Linked DNA regions of Mus musculus: regions 1, 2, 3 and 4 are each linked to region 5. Evidence: chromatin contacts called from public Hi-C and promoter capture Hi-C data. All regions are on one chromosome and are shown on one strand. Each heading gives the region's core, a stretch centred on a gene start, on an enhancer-like site or on the middle of the called end of the contact. The rest is flanking DNA. Distances are from core to core; before and after follow the strand shown. Region 1 holds the start of AU022252 (expressed sequence AU022252). Region 2 holds the start of Cmpk1 (cytidine monophosphate (UMP-CMP) kinase 1). Region 3 holds the start of Zfp691 (zinc finger protein 691). Region 4 holds the start of Ppih (peptidyl prolyl isomerase H). Region 5 holds the start of Rps8 (ribosomal protein S8).

What was found. Promoter capture Hi-C pulls out the DNA fragments that hold promoters and counts their contacts. A called contact is a pair of places that touch in the nucleus more often than the background predicts.
Region 1: a contact with region 5 is called in a promoter capture Hi-C map of hippocampal neurons, with 2.3 times the contacts expected there. The contact joins the promoter of AU022252 here to the promoter of Rps8 in region 5.
Region 2: a contact with region 5 is called in a promoter capture Hi-C map of pre-B cells, with 3 times the contacts expected there. The contact joins the promoter of Cmpk1 here to the promoter of Rps8 in region 5. A contact is called at or near these places in 3 of 39 promoter capture datasets (cranial neural crest, pre-B cells and second pharyngeal arch cranial neural crest).
Region 3: a Hi-C map of B cells shows a contact between it and region 5, with 5 read pairs. The contact joins the promoter of Zfp691 here to the promoter of Rps8 in region 5. A contact is called at or near these places in 2 of 39 promoter capture datasets (frontonasal cranial neural crest and hippocampal neurons) and 1 of 484 Hi-C or Micro-C datasets (B cells).
Region 4: a promoter capture Hi-C map of hippocampal neurons shows a contact between it and region 5, with 3 times the contacts expected there. The contact joins the promoter of Ppih here to the promoter of Rps8 in region 5. A contact is called at or near these places in 2 of 39 promoter capture datasets (erythroid cells and hippocampal neurons).

Annotation. Positions count from the first base shown.
Region 1 is chr4:119,231,437-119,234,136 of GRCm38.p6, reverse strand. It overlaps AU022252 (expressed sequence AU022252), which reads left to right and starts at 1,413. Exons shown (of 5, transcript NM_001012400.2): 1 at 1,413-1,554; 2 at 1,668-1,783. The coding sequence starts at 1,476. It overlaps P3h1 (prolyl 3-hydroxylase 1), which reads right to left and starts at 1,222. Exons shown (of 15, transcript NM_019783.2): 1 at 707-1,222. The coding sequence starts at 1,180.
Region 2 is chr4:114,985,938-114,988,637 of GRCm38.p6, reverse strand. It overlaps Cmpk1 (cytidine monophosphate (UMP-CMP) kinase 1), which reads left to right and starts at 1,410. Exons shown (of 6, transcript NM_025647.3): 1 at 1,410-1,672. The coding sequence starts at 1,505.
Region 3 is chr4:119,172,870-119,175,569 of GRCm38.p6, reverse strand. It overlaps Zfp691 (zinc finger protein 691), which reads left to right and starts at 1,375. Exons shown (of 2, transcript NM_001145936.1): 1 at 1,375-1,432. It overlaps Ermap (erythroblast membrane-associated protein), which reads left to right. Exons shown (of 13, transcript NM_013848.3): 13 at 1-113.
Region 4 is chr4:119,319,173-119,321,872 of GRCm38.p6, reverse strand. Ppih (peptidyl prolyl isomerase H) reads left to right here and starts at 1,350. Exons shown (of 10, transcript NM_028677.4): 1 at 1,350-1,464; 2 at 1,640-1,704; 3 at 2,020-2,043; 4 at 2,309-2,353. The coding sequence starts at 1,399.
Region 5 is chr4:117,154,751-117,157,450 of GRCm38.p6, reverse strand. It overlaps Rps8 (ribosomal protein S8), which reads left to right and starts at 1,319. Exons shown (of 6, transcript NM_009098.2): 1 at 1,319-1,393; 2 at 1,774-1,880; 3 at 2,344-2,443; 4 at 2,638-2,700. The coding sequence starts at 1,390. Snord55 (small nucleolar RNA, C/D box 55) reads left to right here and starts at 1,603; the gene lies at 1,603-1,680. It overlaps LOC115490046 (a small nucleolar RNA gene), which reads left to right and starts at 2,162; the gene lies at 2,162-2,265.

The sequences.
Region 1 (2,700 bases), core at 164-2,663, 2.1 Mb before region 5:
GTCTGTGAAACTGTTGTAGCTATGTAGTCTGCATGAGCAGCCCACCCCCCTAACATGGGACTAATATCATTTACTCAAAGGATACTGTATGTATCAGGGCAAATGAGGCAATAAACAAACGTAAAGTGCTTTAACGGAGTCCTGGAAATATATGTTACCAGTCATCACGGGCAGACAAGGCTGGCGTTCCAAGCCCGCTTATTGACTTGGCCTTAAATCGCTGTGGCATCCCAAAAGACAGTCATTTTCTTAAAAACAAAAAACCCAAAAATACTAGCTAGAGGGTCCTCCACAGGGCGGAGCCAGGCAGCCCCTGCTGGCGACGTGGCAATCCCACGTCCTGAAAGAGCGCTGCTGTTGGATTAGGGAGCAGGGAAAGCATGATTGGAGAACGAACCGGAAGGAAGATGTTGCAGAAGCACTTGGACACTTGCAATGAAGTACTGCTGGGAGACCCTAGCGGCCGCCTCGGTTCCCTCTAGGAGGCCTTCCCAAAAGAAAAAGGTCAGGTTTTTCTTGGCTTGGGCTGTCACTACTGGCTGGACCTTTAGGGTTAGCATCTGCCCATAAGAACCGGGTGAAGCTCCCAAAGTCCGCCAAGAGCTCCCTAGCCAAGAGGTCCCTTGCCTCCCTGCCGTCTCATCCCTGCTCTGCTCCCCAAGTTCCCCAGGTCGCTCCCGGCCACCGGGCTCCGGACCAGTCGCACCTTGAAATAGGCGACCTGCAGGTAGTTGTACGGGCTCCGCTTGTTGAACTCCAGGTCCAGTTCTTCACTCAGCAAGTGGGCAGAGGGCGGCCCGAGGCAGCGGCGTAGGCAGGCGGCACGGCGCAGCACGGCTCCGAAGAAGCGCAGGTCGTGCAGGGCGGCGGCGCCCGGGTCCTGGCTCAGGCTGGGGTCCGGACCGAGATCCAGGTCCGGTGCCCACGGCAGTTCGGTGGCACAGCGTGTGCGGCAGCGCAGGCGGAGGGCACGCAGGGCCGCCCGCGAGCGCAGCGCCCGCTCCATGTTCAGGACCACCCCGGGCCAGTCCCCGCGCGAGTAGGCCGCGGTCCCCTCTGCGTAAAGCAGGTCAGGGGCTGCCACGTCCCATCCCGGCTCAGACTCCGCCGCAACCCGTAAGGCGGCGGCGGCGGCGACCGCTAGCATCGCTGCCAGCAGCCTCCTTTCGCTCACCGCCATGGCCTTGCTCCTCCACTTAACGGGACTGCTCGCCTGGGGCACATTCCAGAGTCCCGCCCCCCACAGAAGCCACGCCCAGAGACGAGCCACGCCCCAAGTCCAGAAGCTCGTGGCAAGGAAACTTGTACCGCCTCTTGCTTTCAACCAATCCAAACACTTACTCTTCGTGAGGCTCCGCCTCTAATCTCATGCGCACAGCTCAATGGACTGAGAACGAGAAAACCCCGCCCACAAGCTGTTGTGCGCCTGCGCTTTAGACTGAGCTCCCTGCGGGTGGTGGGACCGAGGTGCTGTTATGGCGGACCCCGGGGTTCCCGGCCGGTACGAAAGTGGTACGGGAAATCTGGGGGTGAAGGAGGCGGCGGGTCCTGGAGGTAGGTGGGACTGAGTTGCCTGGGTAGGAGGTCGCAGCCGGGTGGCTCTTTCCTGCTGGCTCACGGAAGGCTGAGGGTTTCAACTTACGCCTGTGTTCGGGTGTGTATCGCAGGAGCCCTGGTGGAGCTCACCCCGACCCCCGGCGGCCTGGCTCTGGTGAGCCCCTACCACACCCACCGGGTCGGGGACCCCTTAGACCTCGTGGCGCTCGCCGAGCAGGTGCAGAAGGTGAGGAATAGCCATCTCCGTACTTTACCCTGCCTCTTTGGGCTCGGGACAGCCTGTGAACTCGGCAGTACTGAAGTTACCATTCCATTTCACACGAAGAGGATCACTCTATCCCAATTCCTCTGTTGTTGTTTGTTTTGAGACAGGGCCTTTCTACATAACTCTGGCTGTCATGGAACTCTCTATATTATAGACTAGGCTGGCCTCGAACTGACAGATCCACCTTCCTCCCCCACCCTCCAACCCCAAAACCCTATGCTGGGATTAAATGTATGGCTTCTATACCAAATTCTTAAATAGTCACATTTTATTCTGCTTCCCATAAGGTCTTTATCTGTTACCCAGGAGCTTGTGGAACTTAAATATATGCTCTTTCTTTCCTTTTTAAAAAAACAAAACAAAATAAAACAAAAACTGCTGGGGTTGTAGTTTACTGTTGCCTAGCCCTGAATTTGATTCTTAGCACTACCAAAAACAGCATGCAAAAAGGCACAGGGTAAAATTCCTATTGAAAAAAAGACCACACACAATAAAACTGGAGGTAGTTTCATTTGCTGTATAGCCCAGGTTGGCTTTGAATTCAGCCTCCCAAAGGCTGGGTATTACAAGGGTCGCTGTCACACATGGTGAATTTCAGTGGATACAGTCAGTATTACTATGTCCAGAGCTTAGGCGTCGGTTTCCATAATAGGTAAAATAAAGAAGATATGCAAAATAATGGAAAAGACCGTAGAAGTTTTGACAGATTGGTTTTGATTGTTTCTCTCTGGAGCTCTGGATCTGTAAAATGAGATCTTTGAGGTGGAGAGGCTCATAGGGCTAAGTGGGACTCCAGTTTCCTTCTCTTAGCAAGACTTCCCCTGAAGACTCTTTTACAGTGTCGGAGCCTGGCTGCTTTAAAAGCTTCTAGTGTTCTC
Region 2 (2,700 bases), core at 161-2,660, 2.2 Mb after region 5:
ATAATTTTGTATCGAGCTGTTTGGGTTTCATTATTGTTTTGGAGATGGGAGTCTATGTAGCTCTGGCTGGTCTGGACCTTAAAAGTGTAAACCAGATGAGGGTGGTCTTGAGTTCACAGAGTTCCATCTGCCTTTGCCTCCCAAGTGCTGGGAATACAGTCAGGCTTCAAACCTATCATCTTCCTGCTTCAGCCTTTGACTTCAGGTTTCTTATTTGGGGAGCTGGAATATTGTAGGTCCAAAGCCAAATTATCTATCTTAGCCCCCAATCAACCATTTATTGTTCACCTCTATGTGACCTAACATTCTTGTGACTATTAGGTAAGTCCATTTGTAACATACAAACAGAATCCTAGCTTCCAAACCCAAAGGCTAAGAATGTGATTGTAAGGGTCCATGACTTTTCAAAGAATGACACCCTGGATTCAAAAAGTATGTAAATACAAAGAGTGTTTTATTTTGCAGAAGTTCAGCATGCTGGGGTCTCCCATTACCAAGAAAGACCGAGAAGTGAGCTTGCAGGCCCAATTTAAAGCACACTGGGGGAGTTCTGAGGTAGGTGGGCTTTGTCTTACTCTATCTCTAGTCAAGTGCAGCAGTGAGGAGGAAGGAAGTTTAATCTGTAACTGATTGTGAACCATCCATTGAGATAACTCACTACCTTTGGATCAGCTTGTCTCATCCCTCTCGTCATCATTTGGCATCTGGGGCCAATAACAGTACCAGCTTTGCTAGAAACCATCTCTACCAAGTTATCTGAAAAAAAAATTGCCATGATTCATAGCTTTGTTCTGTTACTATAAAAAACTCCATGAAAATGCTACCACTGCCGACTCCAATTTTCAAAGGTTTGTGTTCATCCAGGCTCAGTTTTCACTCTTTTTCTTCTCTCTTCAGAGTTTTCCCTAATGGCCCGAGTCAGGGTAACAGAGCTAAGCTTAAAGTCTTTCCCTGCGGTTAGAATATAACCTAAGTGCTTTTCCATAACCGACTCAACTCTCCATTAATGACTTTCCATTCCACTTATCCAGCCCTAACCTTCTAACATGCCCTTCTCTCTTGGCGGGTCACTGCATCCAAGTCTCTGCTCTTTTCAGTCCTCAAGTCTTGGTTCCAAGGTCACCTCTTTAGAGGCCTTCTTTGCAAACCTCAAACTGTTCTCATTTTCCTTTGGTTTCCTTCCCAACAATGCCGTTGTTCCTACTGACTCCTGTGCTTGCCTCTTCGGTTAGGCCGCTTCTCTTGGGAAAGGGAAACCCGGGAGATTGAACCACTGGTCTGCCTAAACGTCAATCCAGGTTCTGAAACTGAAATGCCTTGGGTCTCCAGCCACGTTAGGAAGAACCGGAACCGCGAGCGGAAGCTGGCGCAGCGCACGGAGGCCCCGCCCCTTCCTGTCACGGCGGCCGGCAGCTGGCGGCGGGGCCCCGGCGCCCGCTCTGCCCGCCCCCTCCCTGCCGCCCCGCCCGCGCCGCCGCGCCGGCCGCTGTCAGAAGCGCGTTGTATGCTGAGCAGCTGTCGTCGGCTGCTCCCGCACGTCCTGGTCCCGAGCTGCCCGCCGCTGACCCGCACACTGCGGCTCTTCCCTCTCCACCTCATGAAGCCGTTGGTCGTGTTCGTTTTGGGCGGGCCCGGTGCGGGCAAGGGGACCCAGTGCGCGCGCATTGTCGAGGTGAGGCCGTGCGGGAGGGCGACGGAGAGCTCCCGGGCTGAGCGGAGCGGGCCGGGGCCGGAGGGAGCAGCCGCGTTGGCGGCCGCGCCCCTCGCTGTGGGGAGCGGACTACGAGTCCCGACGGCCACCGCGCGCCCGGGCCGAGGGGCGTCGAGTCTACGAGTGCTTTGTTTCCGCGCGCCCTTGCTTCCACTCCTGGGATCCGGGTCTTCTCGCTACATCTCTGGCTGTCAGTCTCCGGCTAACCGGCCTCGAGGAACCCGACCCGGATCTTGTGGTAGTTAAAGTGCCGGATTTGTGAGAGCCCAGGCGCTAACCTTTGGCCCAGCTGACAACTCACGCCCTTTTCCTTGGGCGAGTGAGTCACTCACTCTCAGTGAACCTCAGTTGTCTAAGCAAATAAAAAACTCTGCTCTCCGAGAAAGTAAAACACCACCCAACTATAAAATCCTCTTATCATTTTTTAAATAATGTTTGCTTTAGGACTGCAGAGATGGCTGAACGGGTAAGGGCGCCTACCACCACGTTCCATCCCTGAGACCCACAGAGAACCACAACCCCACTCCCGCGAGTTGTCCTATGATGTTCACTCTAGAGCTCAAGGGTTTGCCCACACAAATAACTAAATACAATTAAAGTTTTGACATAAGTTTACCAGTTCCATTCTTTTAGTATTTGAGGTCAGGGGTGGCATGTACACGGAGAGAGGCAAAGACTTTAAACTCAAGCAGGTATGGGTTCTAGCCCGTGTTAGCTGTAGTGATGGACTGTCTTGTTTTTTCTAGCCCCTATGAGCTGTAATGATGCGGTGAGGAAGGCTTAATGGACTGTCTTGGGCAGTGTTTTAAAGGAAAACAAGACAATCAGAAAGAAATGGCAGGGTTGGGGAAAAACACCCAACATTCACCTTTAAATTGAGTGCTTGATAAAAGGTTTTGACCCAGAACTTGATAATTTCTTCTTTTCCTATAAGCCGTGGCCTATATTTGCTTTGTATTTTTTTCCACGTTCATATATTCAGCTCCTGC
Region 3 (2,700 bases), core at 126-2,625, 2.0 Mb before region 5:
ATTATGAAAGAGGCTGTGGAGAAAACACATTACGGGGTTGGTTTCTGAATAGCTCAGCCACAATTCAAGCAAACTTTAGACATCATTCATAATAAACCCAGTTTTACTCCTGAGTCTGACTTTTGATGTTTTATTTTTATCAATTTATAAACTAATAGTGTGTAATAGATACTTACACGTCACACACATCCTCAGCTCCAAACATAATTGCTTGAGTAGCCAATCCTATTGGCTAACTAACTCATGCTAGTCTTACCTATTGAGAGAATTTACCAATAGAGAATAGAGCTATTTGTAGAAGCAGGAAATGTTTGTCTGTGTGTCTGCCTATTTGTCTGACTGTCTGTCTATCCACTCAGTCCTTATATCCTTACAATAGTTGTGCTAGGAATTTTATAGAGGAGAGAGGTGGGATTATAAAACTTGACCCTCTCTTTTTTCTTTCCTGATTTTGTGTGTGTGTGTGTGTGTGTGTGTGTGTGAGTGTGTGTTCTTGTGTGCAGGTTCTCAAATTGTCCAGAATTGGGCATTGGATCCCTTGGATCTGGAGTTACAGGTGGTTATAAACTACCTGATGTGGGCGCTGGGAATCCAGGTCCCCTGAAAGAGCTGTAAGTGTTCTTAATCACCGGGTCATCACTAGCTCTAAAGCTTTACCAGCTACAAAGACAACCATTGAAAGACCACACAAACAGGAAAAGCTCGTAGTTAGCTTACACATCAACTTTCTTTATCCTCTTTATCTTTCAAGTTCTTAATCTTTATTGTTCTTCAAAATAAAATCTGGGAAAAACAACAACCAGCCAACCAAACAAAAACCATCTCTGGATAACTTACTGGTCTATTATATCCAGATTGATGCGAGACTTTTGGGTTAACAGGATCACATAGGACACAGAAAAAAAAAACCAAAACCTACGTTGGGCCACTGGCCGACCTGGCTGGAGGTCATTCCTTGGGAGAGGACACTTAGCTTCTCGGACAAAGAGATCGAACTACTTTATTTTTAAATTCCTTTCCTGGTACATGTCCTTTTAATTTTAAACTATAAACTTTAAATGAACTGCGAGGTTTCTATCGAGGGCCACCGCTTCAAAAGACAAAAAGAAAAGAAACCTGATGACCTTAGAAGTGATGACAGCTTCACCGCTGAGTTCTGAACTGGGCAAATGTTTTCAGCGAAGCAAACCTCCGAACTACAACTCCCAGCATGCCGCGCACTAAACCAATGTTTATTGGCCGTCCTACTAGGTCTTGTGCAGTGTGACAGTTAGTATAGCCAATAGAGAGGAAGAACGTTCCCAGGATCCAATCCGAACGCTGTGAAGGCGGATCCTCTCTGGGTTCCGGCTCCGGCTCCTTCCCCCGCCCACCGAGGCGCCGCTGTCCCTGACCGAGCCGCGGGAGTGAAGTGGGTCGCGGCTGTGTAGAGGTGACGTGGGGGTTATGGGGGAGGCGAACGCGAGGCACGGGGCGCTTCGAGCCTGGCCCCTTCGCTCTTGCGAAGGCCTTGAAGGCTGATGTTTGGGAAGTTGCTGTTTTGCGAGTCCCAAAGGCCGCCGGGTACCGTGTGTCCCTCCGCTGCGATCACGTCCCCAGTCCTCGGATGACCCAGTCTTACTACCCTCCCTGCCTTACTGTTGGCCTTGGACCACTCCATGCCCCTCCCACACACCGTGTCTTTAGAGTCGCCCCTTGTACTCTTCCAGCTCCAGTCCCAACCTCATGGACATCTCTGAACCCAACTCTCGTCCTTCAGCTTTCCCAGCTGACTCCTCCAGCTTTATCCTCCTTCCCCACTTAACTAGGCTCTTTGGACACTGCTGCAGCCTTTGTCCCCTCTCCCAGGCCACCTCAGATTCTTTGGCTCCTTTGATGATCCGTCTCTGAATCGCTATGTAGCTCCGGTGAGTGCTTCCTTAATTTTTCACACTCTGTCCCCGGTCCTTCCAAGTTACTCCCGGTACCCTTGACTCGAACCCGGATCTAGAACTTTAATCTTTCGGACCCCAGCTTGGTCTCTTCCTTCTAATCCAGGCTCTTGTCCTTCATCGTCTGTGATCACCAAGCCTCATCTTCTTGCCTTGTTCTTAGAACTCATCCCTCCTCCGCACTCTTGCTGGCGACTCTGTGCTGCTGAGCTCCGAGGAAGAAAACCCCACATGCACTAGGTCTCTTCTCCCTCCGATCTTTGTAATGCAAGGTGACTTTGTGTTATTTCCACACTGCCTTTTCAGTCAGGGATGGACTCTCCGTCTCTGCCAGCCTTGGTCCTGCTCATCTGTCTATTTTGCAAGTCATAGTTTAAATTTCACCTCTTCAGTGAAGCTCCCTCCCTGCCCTCTTCAGAGAGGTGCCTTCTCATTTCCTAAGTGCCGTAGCACCGTCTCTACCTCCAGTCCTGGTGGAATGGTTAAAAACCTCAGCTTTGGAGGAATCAACTTGGGCTTCAGTTTTGCCACCTACTGTGTGCTCTTAGGCACGTGACTTGATTTCTCAGAGTTTCAGTTTCATCATTTCTAAAGTAAGTATGAGAAATTAATAGTTGAGCTAGATGTAGCGGCTCATGCCTTCAACCCCAGCACTCGGGAGGCAGAGGTGCTGTAAAAATGAATTGAGATGGTGCATTGGACCGCTTAGCCCTAGGTCGAGTGCTCTGTAGGACCTTTAAAAAATATGAGCTGTTATGGGCTACTGTGT
Region 4 (2,700 bases), core at 101-2,600, 2.2 Mb before region 5:
AGCCTGGTCTACAGAGTGAGTTCCAGGACAGCCAGGGCAATACAGAGAAACCCTGTCTCAAAAAACCAAAAGCAAAAACAAAACAAAACAAAAACCAAAAAACCTTAAAGGGTGTAACAACCAGGGCTGGAGAGATGGCTCAGTGGGTAAGAGCACTGACTGCTCTTCCGAAGGTCCTGAGATCAAATCCCAGCAACCACGCCCTCTTCTGGGGTGTCTGAAGACAAGTATAGTGTACTTACATATAAGTATCTTTGGGCCGGAGCAAGCATGAGAGAAGGAAAAGAGGGGGGGGGGGTAGCAACTGAATGCCCTCCAAAACAGAGGCAGAAGGGTACTTGGTAAAAGTGGTATAAGAGAAGCCAGCCTTTACTTCCTGGTCTTTGCTACCAGCAGTGGCAAACAGCATTTTAAATAGGCAAAGCCCCATACGATTTACTAGCCTAGAGACCCATCCCATGGGCAAACAACAATCCCTGAGACTGTTGTGCTTGCAGACAGGAACCTCGCATGGCTGTCCTGAGAGACTCCACCCAGGAGCTGACTCAGGGATGCAGAGACCACAGCCAAACATCCGATGGAGCTTGAGGACTCCTGAGGGCCTCCGAGGGGATTGGAACTCCACAGGAAAACCAAGAGTCAACTATGACCCTTGGGGCTCTCAGAGACTGAACCACCAACCAAAGAGCATAGACAGGCGGGACCTAGCCCCCTCCCACACACACACGGTCTTTCATGTGGGTCCCGAACAACTGGAGTAGGGGCTATCCCAAAAGCTGTTGCCCTGCTGTGGAATTCGTTTCTTCTGCTTGTCTGGACTCAGTGGGAGAGGATGAGGCCAGCCCTGCAGAGACTTGATGTGCTAAGGTGGAGGGAAAACCAGAGGGGGTCTCTACCCTCTCAGAGGAGAAGAGAAGGAGGGGGTGGGGAAACCGGGAGAGGCGGCAGCACTGGGGATGTAAATGTGAATTAAAAAATAAAAAATTTTACAATCATAAGAAAATAAATAAAATTACATTTCCAGCACCCGACTGAGCCAGGCTACAGTAACAAACCATTTTAAAATATGGAAGGTGACTCAGGGATCCTCGGCTCATGAGCTGTGACAGGGGACACCAAGTGTGACTGCTCAGGACATGCTGTCTGCAGAAGATTCATTTCTATTGCACTAATACAGTCATGCAAGTGGGGAGCCCACAGACTTTGACAAAGATGCCTGCGTTTCCTCCCCTCAGCTCCGACCAGCTCAGCCAAACAGTACCATTCCCAACAACCTCAGCGCGCGCCACACTTCCGGGGCGGGGCGCAATCGCGGTCCGTTTCCACTGCGTCTGCGCTCCGGATGAAGTTCGCGGGACCTGCCACCGGAAGCCGGGTTTCTACTTCCGGGTCAAAGCCATGGCGGTGGCAAATTCAAGTCCAGTCAATCCAGTGGTCTTCTTCGATGTCAGCATTGGCGGCCAGGTGAGGTGCGGGCGACCTAGCGGCCCGTGCGGGCTGGTTGGCCTCGGGTAAGGGAGGCAGCCCCTTATAGCCCTCCCGAGACCGGCTGGGCCAGGCGGCGGAGGGAGGTGGGAGCTTTCGAGCTTCGTGGACAGCGGTCGTGAGCTGAGTGTTGCGTCTCCCGTTTCTTCTGCAGGAAGTTGGTCGCATGAAAATCGAGCTCTTTGCAGACGTGGTGCCTAAGACGGCAGAGAACTTTAGGTAAGGATATGCTCCAAGTGAACCAGAGCTGAGCCCGAAGCCGGCCTCCAGTCGGTCTTTGCCATGTCTGCCTCTGTCCATCTATTCATTGCCTTGCAGCTCTGTGGTCTGGGTATTTCACTGGCCAAACAGCTACCGGCTGTGACTGATCCCATATCAACTTCTATCACTAGTCTACCTGCCCTGACATCCGCCCGATCAGTTAGTTGGCGGACATACTGGCCCCAGTGTTTGAACTCTCCTCTCCAGAGATTAGAGGTGCTTCAAGCAGTGATCGTACGAAGGCTAAATCGTTTGCTCTCTCTTTCCCTTTAGGCAATTCTGCACCGGAGAGTTCAGGTCAGTCTCAGATGTGTTTGATTTCTCTGCCTACTCCTGAAGGGGTGCCCTGGATGTTTGGTGAGGGTATTGGAGAACCATGAACAGGTCTTAAGTAATGGAAGATGATATGCAGAGAGAGGGTGACACCTTGAATGGGTTCTTTCTCTCTCTTTTTCCCCCTCCAGATCTTAGTGAGAGCCCTTTTAGCCTCTGGTGTAGCCTAAATGGGAAAGGCCCACCATTGTGTTTCCCCATTCCAAGTCTCTTCCTTCTTTGTTTACAGAAAAGATGGCGTTCCGATAGGATACAAAGGAAGCACCTTCCACAGGTAAGGGAGGTTTTTGGAAAACTGGAAATGCAGTCATTGCTTGGTATCTGTACAGGCAGTCCTGCACACCTGAGTTCAAACTCTGTGAGGCTTACGGCTGTTGTTTTAAATGGCATGTTCGCGGCTGAGGCTGTAGCTCGGTGGTAGAGAATTGGCCCAGCATTCATAAGGCCCTGGATTTGGTACTGAACACCATGAAGCCTATGCACAGCGCCTTAAGTCATCCCTGACTTGGTGGAATGCTGTATTGCAGAAACGATGCCAAGGAAAGCATGCTGTACCCTTTCAGTACCTGTTCAGTACAGGTGCGTGGCCACGTGCTCCCAGAGGTCTAAGCTCAGATCCTT
Region 5 (2,700 bases), core at 70-2,569:
AAACCCTGTCTCAAAAAAACAAAACAAAACAAACAAACAAACAAAAAACCCCAAAAAAACAAACACAACAAAAAAATCGCTTCAAAACTGTAAAATCGTGGGGGGGGGGGGGGCTGGCGAGATGGCTCAGTGGTTAAGAGGGCCGACTGCTCTTCCAAAGGTCCGGAGTTCAAATCCCAGCAACCACATGGTGGCTCACAAACATCCGTAACGAAATCTGATGCCCTCTTCTGGAGTGTCTCAAGACAGCTACAGTGTACTTACATATACTAAATAAATAAATCTTTAAAAAAAAAAAATCGGATACACGCAGTAAAAACCTCAGAATCAAAATTTAAAACATTTGAAGTTAAAGTTTAAAATTCAAAAAGAAATCGGTCAGGTGAGAGGTCCCTTTAAAAGTAGACGTTCACTGACATTCAAGGCGACGTTTAAGTTTAAGAAATAAAATGTACTGACTGAGCTCTCATCTTGTCTGACGCCGGAGCCCCACTGTCCTCTGCTTTGATTTCACTTGGAGGGGTGTCTAGTGCCTCAGTTTCTCCTCAGCCGGCCGCTTGTTCCTCCCACTGAGCAGTAGCTCATTCTTTAGCTCAGGCTAGCCCTCAACTGGTGATAATTCTCTGTCTCAGTGCTGGATTTCAGGTTTGACCCACTGGGCCAGACCAGATTGTCAGATACTTTGGAATTGGAATTTCAGGAACTGTGAGTCGACCTAAGCACTTGATGCTTTTGAAGAGACCCTGAGCACAGTTTGCAGTACCAATCTTTCCAGAACTAAAACTGTTTTTAATTTCCTTTTTGATTGCTAATTGCTGCCATGTAAGAGATACACATGAATTTTGTGTGTTCATATACAGGGTCAAGTCCCCCTGTGAACAGAGCGTTGGAGCTTCTACTACTTCACTTTTCCAATTAGGGCCCTTTACTCTTTTTTCTTTTTTGGTTTTACAAGTTTACAAGGGTTTCTCTGTATAGCCCTGGCTGTCCTAGAACTCACTTTGTAGACCAGGTTGGCCTCAAACTCAGAAATTCGCCTGCCTCTGTCTCCCGAGTGCTGGGATTAAAGGCGTGCGCCACCACGCCCGGTTTAAAAAAAAAAAAAAAAAAAAAAATTTAAAGGACAAAATGTAAGCACAACAGGCAGGCAAGTGTGCCCTATAGCTCAGCTTAAGGAGCCCGCCCTCCAGACCGCCCAAGGTCAAGGGATTTGAGGCGGGGTCCGCGTGAGTTCGCACGCCGCAGGACCCTCCCCTGTGCCAGCGTCCCAGGCTCGCCGCGGCCCCAGGTCCTTCCCGGCAACCGGAAGAGACGTAAAGAAGGCGGGGCTGAGTTTTAGAAACCGGACCGTGAAGCTTTGCGCTTCCTCTTTCCAGCCAGCGCCGAGCGATGGGTGAGTGTTGCTGCGGGCCGGGTCGGGCCGCGGGGGAGCGAGCTCCATCCGTCTCCATCCTGCCTCCCGACGCATGCTCGGCCCGACCATGGGCCACGGGCAGCCGTGGCAAGGGCCTGCGGTGGGCTAGGGCTGTGGAGATCGCTGCGGCCGCCTCCGGGGCTCCGGGCTGCGAGCGGGCCAACATGGCTGCCGCGGGCCGGGCCGCACGCGGATGATGACACCTGGGTATGCTGCACACTCCCGACTGCGTCGTGGGGAAGCCAACCTTGGAGAGCTGAGCGTGCGGGCAGCCCGCGCAGCGCGGGGCTCGGGAGCGGGCTGATTGGCCGGCGGCGAGGCCCGGTTGCTCAGGCTTGCGTCCTCGCTCCCACACACAGGCATCTCTCGGGACAACTGGCACAAGCGCCGCAAGACCGGGGGTAAGCGAAAACCCTACCACAAGAAGCGAAAGTATGAGCTGGGACGGCCCGCTGCCAACACGAAGGTGCGTGCGGGGGTCGGGGGGAGGACGACTGGGAGAGGCTGCCTTCCCCTGCGCTAGAGCGTGTTTGCTGGGGAACACGAGTGGCTGTGATCACCTTTGTAAGGCTCAGGTTTCTCGGTGCTGGCGACTGGACATGGAAGTGTGTCCACGTGCAGGGTCTGTGCACCCTAATCTCCAAGCTTAGGGTCTACTGGAGCCTAGGAGTGGGAGAGCTGCAAGCTTGGTGTGTTCCTTACTGGGGTTCTTCCTGTGTTAGGGGGGGTCTGGCTTTTTCTGGAGGTAACTAGGGTGATGAAAACGTATCCTTAGGCGTGGTTATGGCCGTCTTGGCCACCTGTACACCACTTGCCAATGCAAGGACTTGTCATAGTTACACTGACTGTTACCTCCGTCTGGTTCGGGTTCCTCTCCCAGTCCCCACTCGTTTTGATGACACATGTTCTGGCCTTCTTGTGTTCTCTAGATTGGCCCTCGCCGCATACACACAGTCCGAGTTCGAGGAGGCAATAAGAAGTACCGTGCCCTGAGATTGGATGTGGGGAACTTTTCCTGGGGCTCTGAGTGTAAGTAGGTGTTGAAGTATTTGAATTTGTTCTTGCTGAAAGATCCTGAGGTAGTTGGAGAATTCTTTGCCATATTCTGATCTCTTAACTCCTGCAATGAGAGGTGCTTTCTAGAGAATGTTAAAAAAAGATTTCAGTAATAAAAAAACATTAACTGCCCCAGCCCCTGATTGTGAATCTCTCTTTGTATGCAGGTTGTACTCGCAAAACAAGGATCATTGATGTTGTCTACAATGCATCCAACAACGAGCTTGTCC